3 separate regions of the Pan troglodytes genome follow, and all the other regions are linked to region 2. The links are chromatin contacts, called in public Hi-C maps. All regions are on one chromosome and are shown on one strand. The core of a region is the stretch at or near the end of the contact, and the rest is flanking DNA. Distances in the headings are between cores, read along the strand shown.

Evidence for each region. A called contact is a pair of places that touch in the nucleus more often than the background predicts.
Region 1: a contact with region 2 is called in a Hi-C map of induced pluripotent stem cells, with 4 times the contacts expected there. The contact joins the enhancer-like site here to the promoter of OSR1 in region 2. A contact is called at or near these places in 4 of 7 Hi-C or Micro-C datasets (blood, induced pluripotent stem cells and stem cell-derived neural progenitor cells), 1 of 1 datasets of contacts at active chromatin or transcription factors (stem cell-derived excitatory neurons) and 1 of 1 other capture datasets (stem cell-derived neural stem cells).
Region 3: a contact with region 2 is called in a Hi-C map of stem cell-derived neural progenitor cells, with 4 times the contacts expected there. The contact joins the enhancer-like site here to the promoter of OSR1 in region 2. A contact is called at or near these places in 1 of 7 Hi-C or Micro-C datasets (stem cell-derived neural progenitor cells) and 1 of 1 datasets of contacts at active chromatin or transcription factors (stem cell-derived excitatory neurons).

Annotation. Positions count from the first base shown.
Region 1 is chr12:103,011,429-103,015,117 of NHGRI_mPanTro3-v2.0_pri, reverse strand. No RefSeq gene overlaps it. Among named protein-coding and RNA genes, the nearest start is that of TTC32, 45 kb to the right of the region's middle. Within about 2 kb of position 2,252, at least 9 of the 24 cell types and tissues checked have an H3K27ac peak or open chromatin away from gene starts, as enhancers often do. A contact at or near this core is called in induced pluripotent stem cells and stem cell-derived neural stem cells, where this site is marked.
Region 2 is chr12:103,520,986-103,525,290 of NHGRI_mPanTro3-v2.0_pri, reverse strand. It overlaps OSR1 (odd-skipped related transcription factor 1), which reads right to left and starts at 2,182. Exons shown (of 5, transcript XM_001137836.6): 1 at 1,869-2,182.
Region 3 is chr12:103,889,779-103,893,771 of NHGRI_mPanTro3-v2.0_pri, reverse strand. LOC134807944 reads right to left here. Exons shown (of 8, transcript XR_010149620.1): 8 at 405-1,824. All of the region lies in intron 3 of LOC134807945 (a long non-coding RNA gene), which reads left to right. Among named protein-coding and RNA genes, the nearest start is that of OSR1, 370 kb to the right of the region's middle. Within about 2 kb of position 2,696, at least 4 of the 24 cell types and tissues checked have an H3K27ac peak or open chromatin away from gene starts, as enhancers often do. A contact at or near this core is called in stem cell-derived neural progenitor cells, where this site is marked.

The DNA.
Region 1 (3,689 bases), core at 1,003-3,502, 510 kb after region 2:
AGTGGGCTCAGGCTTCCACTGTCAGTGGGGATGGTGGGGGTGGCCTCCAAAGAGGACACCTGCCTGTGCAGAAGCCGGAGCCAGTCCTGGGCCCCTGAGTCAGCAGCACAGACACGGAAAGAAAACATGCTAACTTGTTAACTGAGTGACTTGTAATGGGGACAAACATTCACATTACAAAATAATCTCCATTTGGCAAAAGGGCCTCTTTAGGAATTAACAAACTCCTCTTTGAACGTGTAAGTTTCCTAGAAGAGCTAAGTGAGGCTGTTCCCTGGAATCACACTACCCAGGTGTTAGTCACTCACCCCTTAGTGTGAATCAGCTTGATCAGGCTGCTTTCCTGCTGCCTTCTGCTAGAATTCAACTTTCTGAAAAAATAGATCTGTTTGGGAAGTGATGCAGGCTGGGTCATTTTGGAACACAGAGCACAATACGAGTCTTGGAAGCAGTGGGGAGAGAAAGAGGAGTTGTTCAGCCAGGAGGCCAAGTAAGGAGACAAAGAAAAGCTGGGGGTCACAGTGGGAGGCTCAGGAGGGCAGAGTCCAGGGGCGGGAGCAGCCCCCCAGGCGTGGGCACTGGATTTGCTTGCTGGGGCTGCCGCAACAATGCCACACAGACAGAGCAGCTTAAACAGCAGACGTGCACGGCCTCTTGCCTCCTGCCATGTCCAGTGTCCCCGCTTTCCAAGGACACCTGTCACATTGGATTAGGGGCCCACCTGACTTCACTATGACCTTGCCTTAACTAACTACATCTTCAACCACTGTATTTCCTTATTTGAAATTCTTTATTTCCTTATTTCATCACATTCTGAGGTACTGGGGGTTAGAACATCAACATGTGAATTTGGGGGTATCATGACTTAGCCTGTGATCAGCACCTTTTCTGGGGTGAAACTGAGGCAGAGGAGACCTCAGCCCCAACCAGCCGAGTAACCCTGAGCAAGCCATTGTCCTGTGTGACCTCAGGTGACTCACCTGTGGCACGGATGGCCCGGGGATGGTGGCTGATGGTCTCTTCCACCTGCCTCCCAGCACATTCAGATGGTCCAGTGAGGACCTCCTGCATCTGTGAGGTGCAGGCCCCCTGTGCAGTGGCTTTTCCACGGCTGTCAGCAATGCTCACGTGACTAGACATCAGAGGCTCTTCCATCCCTGCTCGATAAGGCATGAGGCCTTGTTACCAGCACTCCCAAGCCCCAGGGAGTGAGCTAGGGCACAAAAGTAATAACGGACACCAAGAGGTCTGGAGACTCCTTAAACAGGTGAGCCTCCAAGACTACACAGCCAAGACCTCTACTGTATTAAGTCTGTTTTCACACAGCTATAAAGAACTGCCCGAGACTGGGTAATTTGTAAGTAAAATAGATTTAATTGACTCACAGTTGCCGCATGGCTGGGAGGCCTCAGGAAACTTACAATCATGGCGGAAGGCGAAAGGGAAGCAGGCACACCTCACATGGTCGCAGGTGAGAGGGAGAGAGGGGGGAACTGCCAAACACTTTTAAACCATCAGATCTCGTGAGAACTCACTATCACGAGAACAAACAGCAGGCGGGAACCGCCCCCCTGATCCAATCACTTCCCACCAGGTCCGTCCCGCCTGACACATGGGGATTACAATTCAACACGAGATTTGAGTGGGGACACAGAGCCAAACCATATCATCCACAGAAAAGCATGCTCTTACACAGTCCGGATACATCCTGCTGTTGTCTGCAAACAGCTTGCGTTTACAGGGAGAAACAGCACCACCTCTGGCTGAGTCAGGCCCATCTGCCTTCAGAACAGAGCCTGGCCAAGGGGCCACCTCCCCGCGCGGGACAGGCCAGCACACAGTAGGCGCTCAAGTTGCCGGGGACAGAGGCGAGGGCGGCCCACTCGTGGAGCGAGGGCGACACCCAGTGGCCATGTGGAAAATGACCTGCTCGAGCCCAAAGGCGGGTGGCAGCAGCGTCTGATTCGCCAGCCTCAGGCCAGGAGGAGGTGGCCGAGTCCGATTTGAGTCCCATGTCCTCTGGTCTGCAAGTTGAGACTCCCGGTCCCAGGAGGGACAGCAAGGCCTTCTCCACCTTCACAGGCCATCTGACGACCTGCGCAGCTGTTTAAAGAGCAAACCGCGCATGAGTTAGGCCGCTTGGCCCTCCCATTCAGACCCCTCAGGCCGCCTGTGGACAGCCTGGCTCACCCTCTAAGAGCCTTCCTGCCCGCCCTGGGAACACACAGCGCAGGGTCCAGGGACTGGCGTCAGGGGCAAAGCGAACTCAGCGCCACCTGGGCTCCAGGCCAGGCTCCGCTCCAGGACTGGGACAAGCCCCACCCCTCCCCGATTCCCATCCCTGAAGCCAGGGCCACTGGGGTTATAGCGAACCGCTTCTGAGGACATGTGCAGCTAAGGGTGAGCAACTTGGTTTTTGTTTGTTTGTGTTTTGTGTGTGTGTGGTTTTGTTTTGTTTTTTGAGATGGAGTCTCACTCTGTCGCCCACACTGGAGTGCAATGGCGCGATCTCGGCTCACTGCAGCCTCTGCCTCCCAGATTCCAGCGATTCTCCTGCCTCAGCCTCCCGAGTAGCTGGGATTACAGGTGCGTGCCCCCACACCAAGCTAATTTTTGTATTTTTAGTAGAGAGGGGGTTTCATCATGTTGGCCAGACTGGTCACAAACTCCTGGCCTCAAGTGATCCGCCCGCCTGGGGCCTCCCAAAGTGCTGCGATTACAAGCGTGAGCCACCCCACCCTGGGTAAGCCACTTGTCTTCAAGACCCCAAGCCTTGATATCAGACAGCTGGGTTCAAATCCGATCTCTGGCCCGCCCAGCTCTGCAGCCTCGGGAAATTCTCTATGGGGCCTTTCCTCTCTTGGGTTACCACGGAGATTCGATGATGGCAGGTGCCTAAAGCTCCCCACGTGGTACCTTTCCCATAACAGGTGCTCAGTGGTGGCGGGCTCTTCTTTAGCTTTGTATGCATATCAGCATGACAGAAAACAGCTGCACCGTATCTCAGGCAGCCCCAGGTATGTGGAACTAAGTGATCAAAATCAGAGACATCTCCTGCCTCTGCTGTTCTGCAAAGCCTCTGCCCTTCATCTCACACAGCCCTGATCACACCCCATGCCAAAACATACACATGCAAGCTGCCCAGGACCCCTCGCTGACTGCCTCAGGGTCAAGTTCACACCGATCCCCCCACCGCCAGCACAGTTATCCAGCCTGGAACCCCAAGTATCCATCCTAGAAGCGGCTGTCCTCTGTTGCCCTCATCCCCACCCCTCCAGCTGCCTAGAGAAGACTGGGAAAGCCCAGAGAAGAGCAGGGAGGCCCCTCTACTTGTTCCCTTACTCAGGCAGGTCCAAGGCAGGGCCCTGGAGCCCAGGGACAGAGGACAGGGAGGGTCCTAGGCCCACCCAGCTCAGAAGCTCAGTGGAGAGGAAGGAAGGGCTCAAGAAGCTAGAAGGATGTGGTTGTTACTACCTTCGACAGAACCAACAGACCAAGCTCAGAGCCACTTCTTAGGCAGAGTGTGTCAAGTAAATCTTACTTTCAAGCCCTGGGAAGACGAACCCTCATGCTAGCGGTGGGGGTGGGCATTCCTGTTATACTAGGGACTGTGACCCCTCCCAAGACCCAGCCTTACAGTATGGCTGCAGAACTACCCCTCCCACTAAGTGTCCTCATCCTCCCTCAGC
Region 2 (4,305 bases), core at 933-3,432:
CAAGAATGGGCCGAAAGCACGATCCGGTTTCAGGAGGTCGGCTAAGAGAAAAACACAGTCTCACCCTAGCCTCTCCAGCCAGAAAGGATGAGTGAGCCCCCGGCTCCTCCGGCTCCGGTTTCCCAGACCCCGGAACCCCAGGGCGAATACTTTCGATCTTTAAACACAGGATGGAAAACCCTTCCCCAGGCTAGGCACCCATTCCTCAAACAGCTTGGGCCTCAGGACCTGCGGGAAAGAATAAGGGGACCCGACCACGCACAGCAGACGCAATTCGCGCTCGGGATCCCGAGTCCCTGCGCAGTGCAGGCACTCGCGTCCCTCGCGCGGTGGAGCGCCAATCCCAGGTCTGCGGCCAGTCCTATGCTGGGCATTAATGAAGTGTGCAGAGTCTATTAAAGTGGTTTATTCGGGGCTAATTGAGCGTGAGCAAGTTAACTGCTTGCATTAATGAGGACGGGAGCGAACTCCACGAGCTTGCGCCTGGGGGAGCCCAGCAGCAACCCAAGAAAATCAGCCTTGACATCGAATCTCCAACGAGTGGTGACAGGCGTCCGGACCCCCGTGAAGAGGACTGACCGGCACCGGATACTTCTATAGCATTCTCCCAACAAACGAGATCTAACGAACCCATCGGCAAGACGGTCATCCGGCTGCACTTAAATGTCCGCTGCGTCCTCGGTGATCCATTCCCCAATCTTAATAAAACAGCAATTACCTCGAGGAGCCTGGGATGGAACATCTACACGCCGCCGGTCGCTGCTAGTCCCCTCCAGCGCTTCTCTTCCCTAGGGGGTTGTGAACCTGGGACACCTAGCCTTGCACGTGGTTTTGTTCCGCAGAGCCAATGCGCAGCTCTTAGCCTGGGTGAAATTTACCAAATTGTGGCAACAAAGAAACCCTCGCGGCTACTTTACACATTGAGAACCCAACCCGCTACTGCCTGAGCTGCTGAAAAAGGACTAAACGTGGTTTTTCATTCTTATCCGAGACATTTCCGAGGAGAAATTAGTTCAGCAGGCAGCCCTTCACCCCTTTCCCCCTTCTTTCTCTCCTGACGGCTGGATTAGCGGACAGTCAGGGGAGTAACAGAACTTTTCCTGTCCCCAGCCCGGAGACACTAGGGCTCCACAGAGTTTCCACTAGTGCTGTGTGTGGGTCTCGAATTGGAAAGCAGTGCTTGCGCCCACTGCATTGCCTCCCTGCACCAGGACAATCAAGGGTTCCGCTCCAGGCCTTGACGACACAGAGCAATCATCCTATGGAGAATATCCCTAAGTTAGAGCGCGAGTGCAAGGCGGGGTTCAGACTCGCGGCCCTGCGCTCTCGGGTCTAGTCGGCCTCATACTAGAGCGCAACTCCTCAAAAGACAAACTTGAACGAAAGCGCTACCGGGCTGGGGCATGCACCTGTCCCTGGCGCGGTCGGCTGCGGCTGTGGCCATTCACTCCCTCTCCCTTCCTTCTTCGTCAGCCTAGGCGTCAGCCAGAGCTAGGAGCGCGTCTCAGGAAAGTTTGTGCCCGCTGAAGTTGCTCTGGTTTCTTAAAGGGGGCCCACAGATTGACTTTCAAAGTCCGTGGGCACCTCGCCCGTAATTCCGCAGAGCCGGGCGGGCTGGCGGCAGTAGCGGAGGCCCGCCCCCCTTAATCCCCAGCGGTCAGAGGCCGAGGACCCCGCGCAGGAAGTCCTGAGGCAGCACCCCCAACCACCCTGCTCTCACTTTCACAAAAGTCCTGCAGCATTCGTTTGGCAAGAGCTTCCTTCAGGGGCATTGAGAGAGAGGAGGCACCCGCCGCGCAGTGACAAGGAACCTGGGAGTCCTGCCCGCATTCGCTTTGCTGAGCCCAGGCGCCCAGGACTGCAATTACCTTGTTCCGCAGAGGTCCTGGGGCTGAGCACGTCTCTGGGGCTTTAGCTGAAGGGGACTGGGGAAGCCGGAGGCGCTGGAGCCCACAGGCGCCCCTGGAGCTCTAGTGTCCCGACTCCTCTCCTGCCGCGGGGACTCCAAGCGCCGGACACGCGGGAGCGAGCGCTCAGCAGCCCCGGATCCTGCACGCCGGGGACGGTGAGCCTCGCTCGCTGCTCCCTCGCTGGGTCTGAACCAGGAGCAGCTGAGAACGTGCCGGGGAGAGGCCGAGCTCCGACTCACTCATCCCTTAGCACCGAGCCGCCTACTTATTTTAATCCACCACCCTCCCTCCTCCACCACCCCCACCCCCGCCCCTTGCCTCAGGATTCCTCCCCTCCCTCCCCTGCCCCCCAACCCTGCCCTGCGCCTGCGCAATGAAAGACAAAGTTTTTGCTGACCCGGGCAGCAGACTTTGGCAGCTGCTCTCGCTTGGACCCGGCCTCTCCCAACCTGCGTCCCCTCCTCTTCAGTCCCGCGCGACCCCTTCTGCCCTTTTAGTTCCAGAGCGGCACGCCTGGCGCACTGGAGGAAACGGTCCCTAGCAGATGAGAGCGGGCTGGCACCGCACGTTTCGAGGTCCTATACTTGGGCTCCTAGGACACAGCCCGTGCTCTTTGGGAGGAGGGAGGGAGGGGCAGTAGCTCTGTGCACCGGGATCCCCACACCGCGGCTTGGGTTTCAACGCACTTTGGCGCCTGACAGAGTCGCATCTCCTCCCAGAATCTCTTTCCAGAGGCGGCAGACCCCGAGTGTGGAGCAGCTCCTGGATATCCAAGCGTGCTCGGGGCCAGGGTGTTAACCCAGGCAGCGCTGGTTAATTCCTGGTGCGGGAGGGCCAGGGTCACCGAAGCAAGCGAGCTGTAACATCTGAGTGCTTATGGTTGACCCCAGACCCTAAGTTCTGGAGTCCAGTAGAAAGAACAAAGAGTAGGGAAAGGAGGTCAGGAAAGTTATTTTCCTGGGGCCCAGAACTCTCTGAGATTTCACCCCAATGCACAGTGGCACTCTCTACTTACATATTTGTTTTAGGATGGATCAGAGTTTAGAGAGCCGCACTGGCAAGCTAGACGAGCTGCAAAGTTGTCAGTTCCAGGGCCTCTGAGTCAAGGAGCTGGTTCAGGTGGAGTTTTTAATCGGAAAGGAATCAGAGTTCTGGACATTAAAAATTCTATCTTCATTGCCTAGGCATTATGGAGGGTACCATCACCCCCTTGACTACCCATCTCTGAAAGCTGACCTCCGGCTGACCCCAGCCCAATCCCTCCCTAATGCCTTTCTGGAATACCCTTCCAGGCCTTGGGTTTGGCAAGGAGGAGTCACTGGTTTCCTGGGACTTGTGTGGGTCCAGATCACACAACTGCACTCTCTGCCTTTGCCCCAGAGTTGCTGCTGAGAGACTCTTGGAGCTGGATCCTAGATTCCGTGGGTCCCTAAGTACTGTACTGCTTCTCTCCTGAGGAGCTTCTGCTATCTCCAGCTTTGGTTTGCAAAGCTAATCTGATTTTCTTGGGAGGTGAAGAAGGTTGTAATACCTGACCTAGGGAGATGGTAATGGAGACTCCCCTCCCTCAAAGGCATAGTTGAAAGAGGGTTTCCTTATATCCCCAGGCCTTTAGAACAGAATCTAGCCTCTTACCCCTGGGTAACTTCGTCTTGTTTGAGGAGGAGTAAGAGGGGGTGCAATCTTTGCTCCAACGAACAGCTCTTACCCAGTGCTTCAGGTTAGTGCAGAAGTAAGAGATTCACATAAGTTTGTCCATGCTCCTGGAATCTTAGCAGTTGCTAGGATGTAGTGACATTCTTGCTAGAATAAGAACCCTTGGAAAAGAAGAGAGCTGAGATCACACCTCCTTCCTAGAGATTCCAGAACAGCAAGCTTCAAGAGCAAGGAAAGGCCTGGAGGGAAAGTCTACACAGGGCAATGCTGAACTTTGCTGGCTTCCACCTTGGGCACAGGGAGTGTGCTTGTTCCAGCCTCAGGCTCTCCAAATAAGCAAAGCTTGGGTAACCTCCATTACCAGCAGCAAAAGTTAAGAAGTAAAAAAAAAATGCCCACACGATAGGGCCTCTGGCTGTCCAGATCACTTAGGAATAGTGGCTGGTCATTCAGGTGGGATGGAACCTCCTGGGGTGTAAATACCCAAACTCCTGCTATGCACCCCTCATAACTCAGCTGGGCTTCTTTTATGTTTCTCCTTGTCTTTCTTTTCTAAAACAGGGCCCTTGGCCAATATGCCTCAGGACTTCCAGAAAGCTCTAAGTAGTAGGATCCCTAAAGAGCTCTCGGAGAGAAAGTGTTCCTGATCTTAAAGAAGAAACATGCAACCGAGTTGTTTCACCACTGCTTTGCCAGATTATCTTGAAAACTGATCCTGACTCAGGTCTCTAGAACTTAG
Region 3 (3,993 bases), core at 1,447-3,946, 370 kb before region 2:
GTTTTCTATTCAATCAAATGGTATTTTAGAAATTGTGGTCTACACAAAGGATGTCTCTTGCTGGGCAGAGTAATATAATACATTCTGTGTGGAGTAGGAAACTTTAATGATATATGCAGTTTTGTTATTAAAACTGAGTTATATATTTTGCTCTGCTCTGGAAAATTGTGACCCAGTATAACATATCTTCACATTGTTTATAACTTGAGGAAAATCAACATTTTGGGTTCCCAGTTCACACAGTAGGAATTACATTTGTTTTGGCCAAATATAATTTATATAACTGCAAGGAACAATAAAACATGAACTCTACAGTGTTTTCTTACCTAAAAATAATATAGACCTTGTAAAATGGAAAAGATTATTATTATAAAGAAGAAGACAGTAACTTAAAAGGCTGAAGCTCATTTTACAATACTTTTTAATGCCTGTGCAAATAGGCAGACACCTGTGTCCCCATTTTTTTTGACCCCAGCCACAGGAGTGAGATTCCACACAGTAATAAATAACCTTGCAAGTAAAACTTTGAAATAGAATTTGCTTGATCAAGCCCAGTCCTTCCATGGTCAAAAGTCATTGTCTATGTGACTTCTTAAAATGATTCAGTACTCTTTATTGCTCTGCCCACAAAGATTTTTTGGAGGTGATAGAAGTATCTGGTCCATCTTATTAATATAAGAACCCCAGTTAGTGCAGTTAGTGAAGGGGCCATTATGGATTTAAGAGTTGAAAATGAAATGAATGAGTGAATAAATGGGTATTTCTCATTAAAGTCAACTAGCCTGTTCAGGAATTGACTCTATTACTTCATTATCAAAATAAAACTATGATCCCATTCTCAAAGATATGTGAGTGATAAAATGAGAAAAATATTCAAATTTGTTTTTATGAGATATATGAAAGAGTCACATTGAATGCATATTATAAACCTGTTGAATGCATTATTATTAAATTGCTGATTGCAAAATCAGTCACACAACCAGAAAAAAATAGTAACATTTTGGGGGCAAGTACTTGTTCAAGGAACTAGTCCATTGTATCCTATGTAATCCTCTAAAGTCTAAACAATTCCATGAAGTTGGCAAAATAATCACGATTTTAGATGTGAAGAAGCGAAGGCTCATAAATCTTTTGTGATGTGTCCCAAACCACATGGCCAAGTGAGTAGTAGAGGTGACCCCAGACTATGAGTCTTATGATTCTACATACCATGCTTTTTCTACTGCACCACTTGATAATTTACTGGGTGAAAACTACAGGCTAGTATCAGTCACAGCATAATCAGATGGCTGATGGGTCTCACATTCCTACTAGACAACCCCTATCTACTCCTGCTAGTCTTAATTTTCCTCAGTTCAAAACATTTTCACATACAAATCAGGATTTTTCTTCCTAAGATTTTAAATTTTGCTAATTCCAGTGTAATTTTCAACATGTTATTTTAAACCCTATTATCTATTTTAAAATGGAATTTAAATTGCATTCAATATTATTAGTGTTTGTACTTGTATTACTTTTTCTACAGCAATCCATTTTTAATCCTCATTTAGAGAGACATTCCTAAGGCATCCTAAATGACGCTGACTTGCTTCTCATGAGCAGACATGAGTCTATTTTACTTTTAAAAAGTCTGTAGCTTCTCCAGGCGTTGAATCATCTGGCTTGGGGCCAGACACTAGAGGGTGCTTTAGAAATATTATTTGATGATGAACTCGGATGTTAGCCACTTGCTTTTCAGAATTCATTCCTGTAAATCATGGCTTTGAAAACTTGTCAGTATTTTGCTTTTTCTTTTGTGGATTTCTTCAAAGGGAGAAGGAATGTCTGAAAAGTAAATATTCAACAGTCATAACTACATCCCAAGGAGGGTGGAATTAAAAAATTATAGAAATTTGTAGATACATAAATATTTCTGTGAGATAAAAAGAGAACCCCCTGGATAGCTCACAAAGAGCCTACTGGAACTTTATCAGTCGGCAGAGCTTTGTCAGAAGAAAGTGGGTTTGTGAAGGGACAGGAGAACATGTGTTTCTCCCCATTCCAAACCCTCCTTTTCTGGAAGCTTGCTGTAAACAACCACTCACATTTGTATGAGACATTTTGTTTTTTTTTTTAAGAGGCACTTTTACATATATTACCTTAAGGGATATTTACAACTTATGTGGTGAGCATTACTATTTTTATTCTATAGATAAAATAAAACAAAAACAAATGACAGGTTTAGTGACAATAATTAACTCACATAGATCCAGAAAGCAAATTGGCAGAAAAAGAATTTAATTATAGGACTTTATTCTACAATGTGCAGCAACCCCATCCTTCCCTCATATATGGTTGATGTAACTCTATTTCTCCCTTTTCACCTTCAGATTTTGTCACCAATTGTGTTCTTCTCCCCTTTTTATTCTTTTATTTTCTCTTTAATGTCCTCAAAACTTTAAAAAATAAATAAGTAAAATAAAACACACAAAGAAGAAAAACCAGAGGTCATGAAATATGAAAATTCCATGCTTCCCCTGACCTCAAAAAAATAGCATAACCAGCTACTGGAGCAAAAAAAAAAATTCCTCTGAAGACTTACATTTTGAACTCAGCAGTTCACAATTTTTTAAGGCTTATCTGCTCACATATGCTGTGTTTGAATGACTGGACATTCATTGCATCCAGCTCTTGTCACTGAAGCAGAGCTCTGAGTGAAGCACAGCTGAGACACACAGTGTGCTCTCAGATTCCAGAGGAGTCAAAGCTCTCACTGGGAAGATTAGAAAAGGCTTCTTAAAAGAAGGGGAAAGAATTCTTTATTCTAGGCCTTGAATGACAACAGGATTTCAAAAGAACTCTTGAAGCTTTGGAAATAGCAAAGCCCCCAAGTCAATGAAGCTCAGAATATATGCAGAAAACAATGAAAATTCAACTTATTGGAGGCTCGCTTGCCTGAGGAAACCACAGGGAGCAGAGCCTGGCAAGCGAGCTTTAAACTGTGCTTTAGCGCAGATCTAGCTCAGAGCTTTCTGAGCCAGTAGAAATACCAGCATCATCCACCACCAGCAGCCATGGGTCATATGTGGCTATTGGGCACTTGAAAGGTGACTGGTTTGAATAAAAAACTGAAAGTTTAACTTAATTTTAATATTAATGTAAAAGCCAGATGTGGCTAGGGGCTACCATTTTGGGCAGTGTCAATCAAGAGAGACTTGAATTATAGAGTGACAGGTTATTACAGAATTGTAGATCTACCCACAGGAAGTAGACACTGACTGACTGGGGAGAGGAACTGAGATAATTTGGAGAGGCCAAGGTGAGAAAAGTATAAGATAGATGAATTGGAAGTTGGGATCAAAGAAGATGCCAAGGTTGTAACTGATAAATTTGTGAACTGCTGAGTTTAAAATGCAACTTATGCTCATTTAGCTTGTATGACAGATGTTTGTTCTCCACCAAATTTATGAATTTTTCCGATGTCAAAATGATGTCCATTTTTTCATCTCTCAGTCAACATCCAGAACCCAGCATCATGCCTTACACAAATATATGTTGTGCATGTGATATTTTCTTACAAACTCAACCATAGCTCTCTGTTAATGTTATAGTTAAATTAAATATCTAAGATGGATGAGAGCGACAAGAGTTGGATGTAGTGGATATTCATTTAAACACAATATATGTAAGTAGGTAAGCCTTAAAAATGTATTTTTTTCTATATGTGTGTAAATGTGTGTGTGTGTGTGTGCATGTGTGTGCAGGTGTGTACTGGTTTATTCTCCCTCAAATTTTTATCTCCAAAGCACTTGGAATTAAAATACATTATCTGTATTATTTTAAACCCATAAGAAACAGTGTTCTTATTTCAGCTTCATTTCTTAATTATGGATAAAATATTCTGTAAAGTTAGCCAGTGTCCACTCCTTCATTCAATAAGCTAAAACGATTGTTAAAATAAAAACAGAAAATTTGACTTCTCCAACTGTAAGTATTTGATTACCCAAAGGCTTG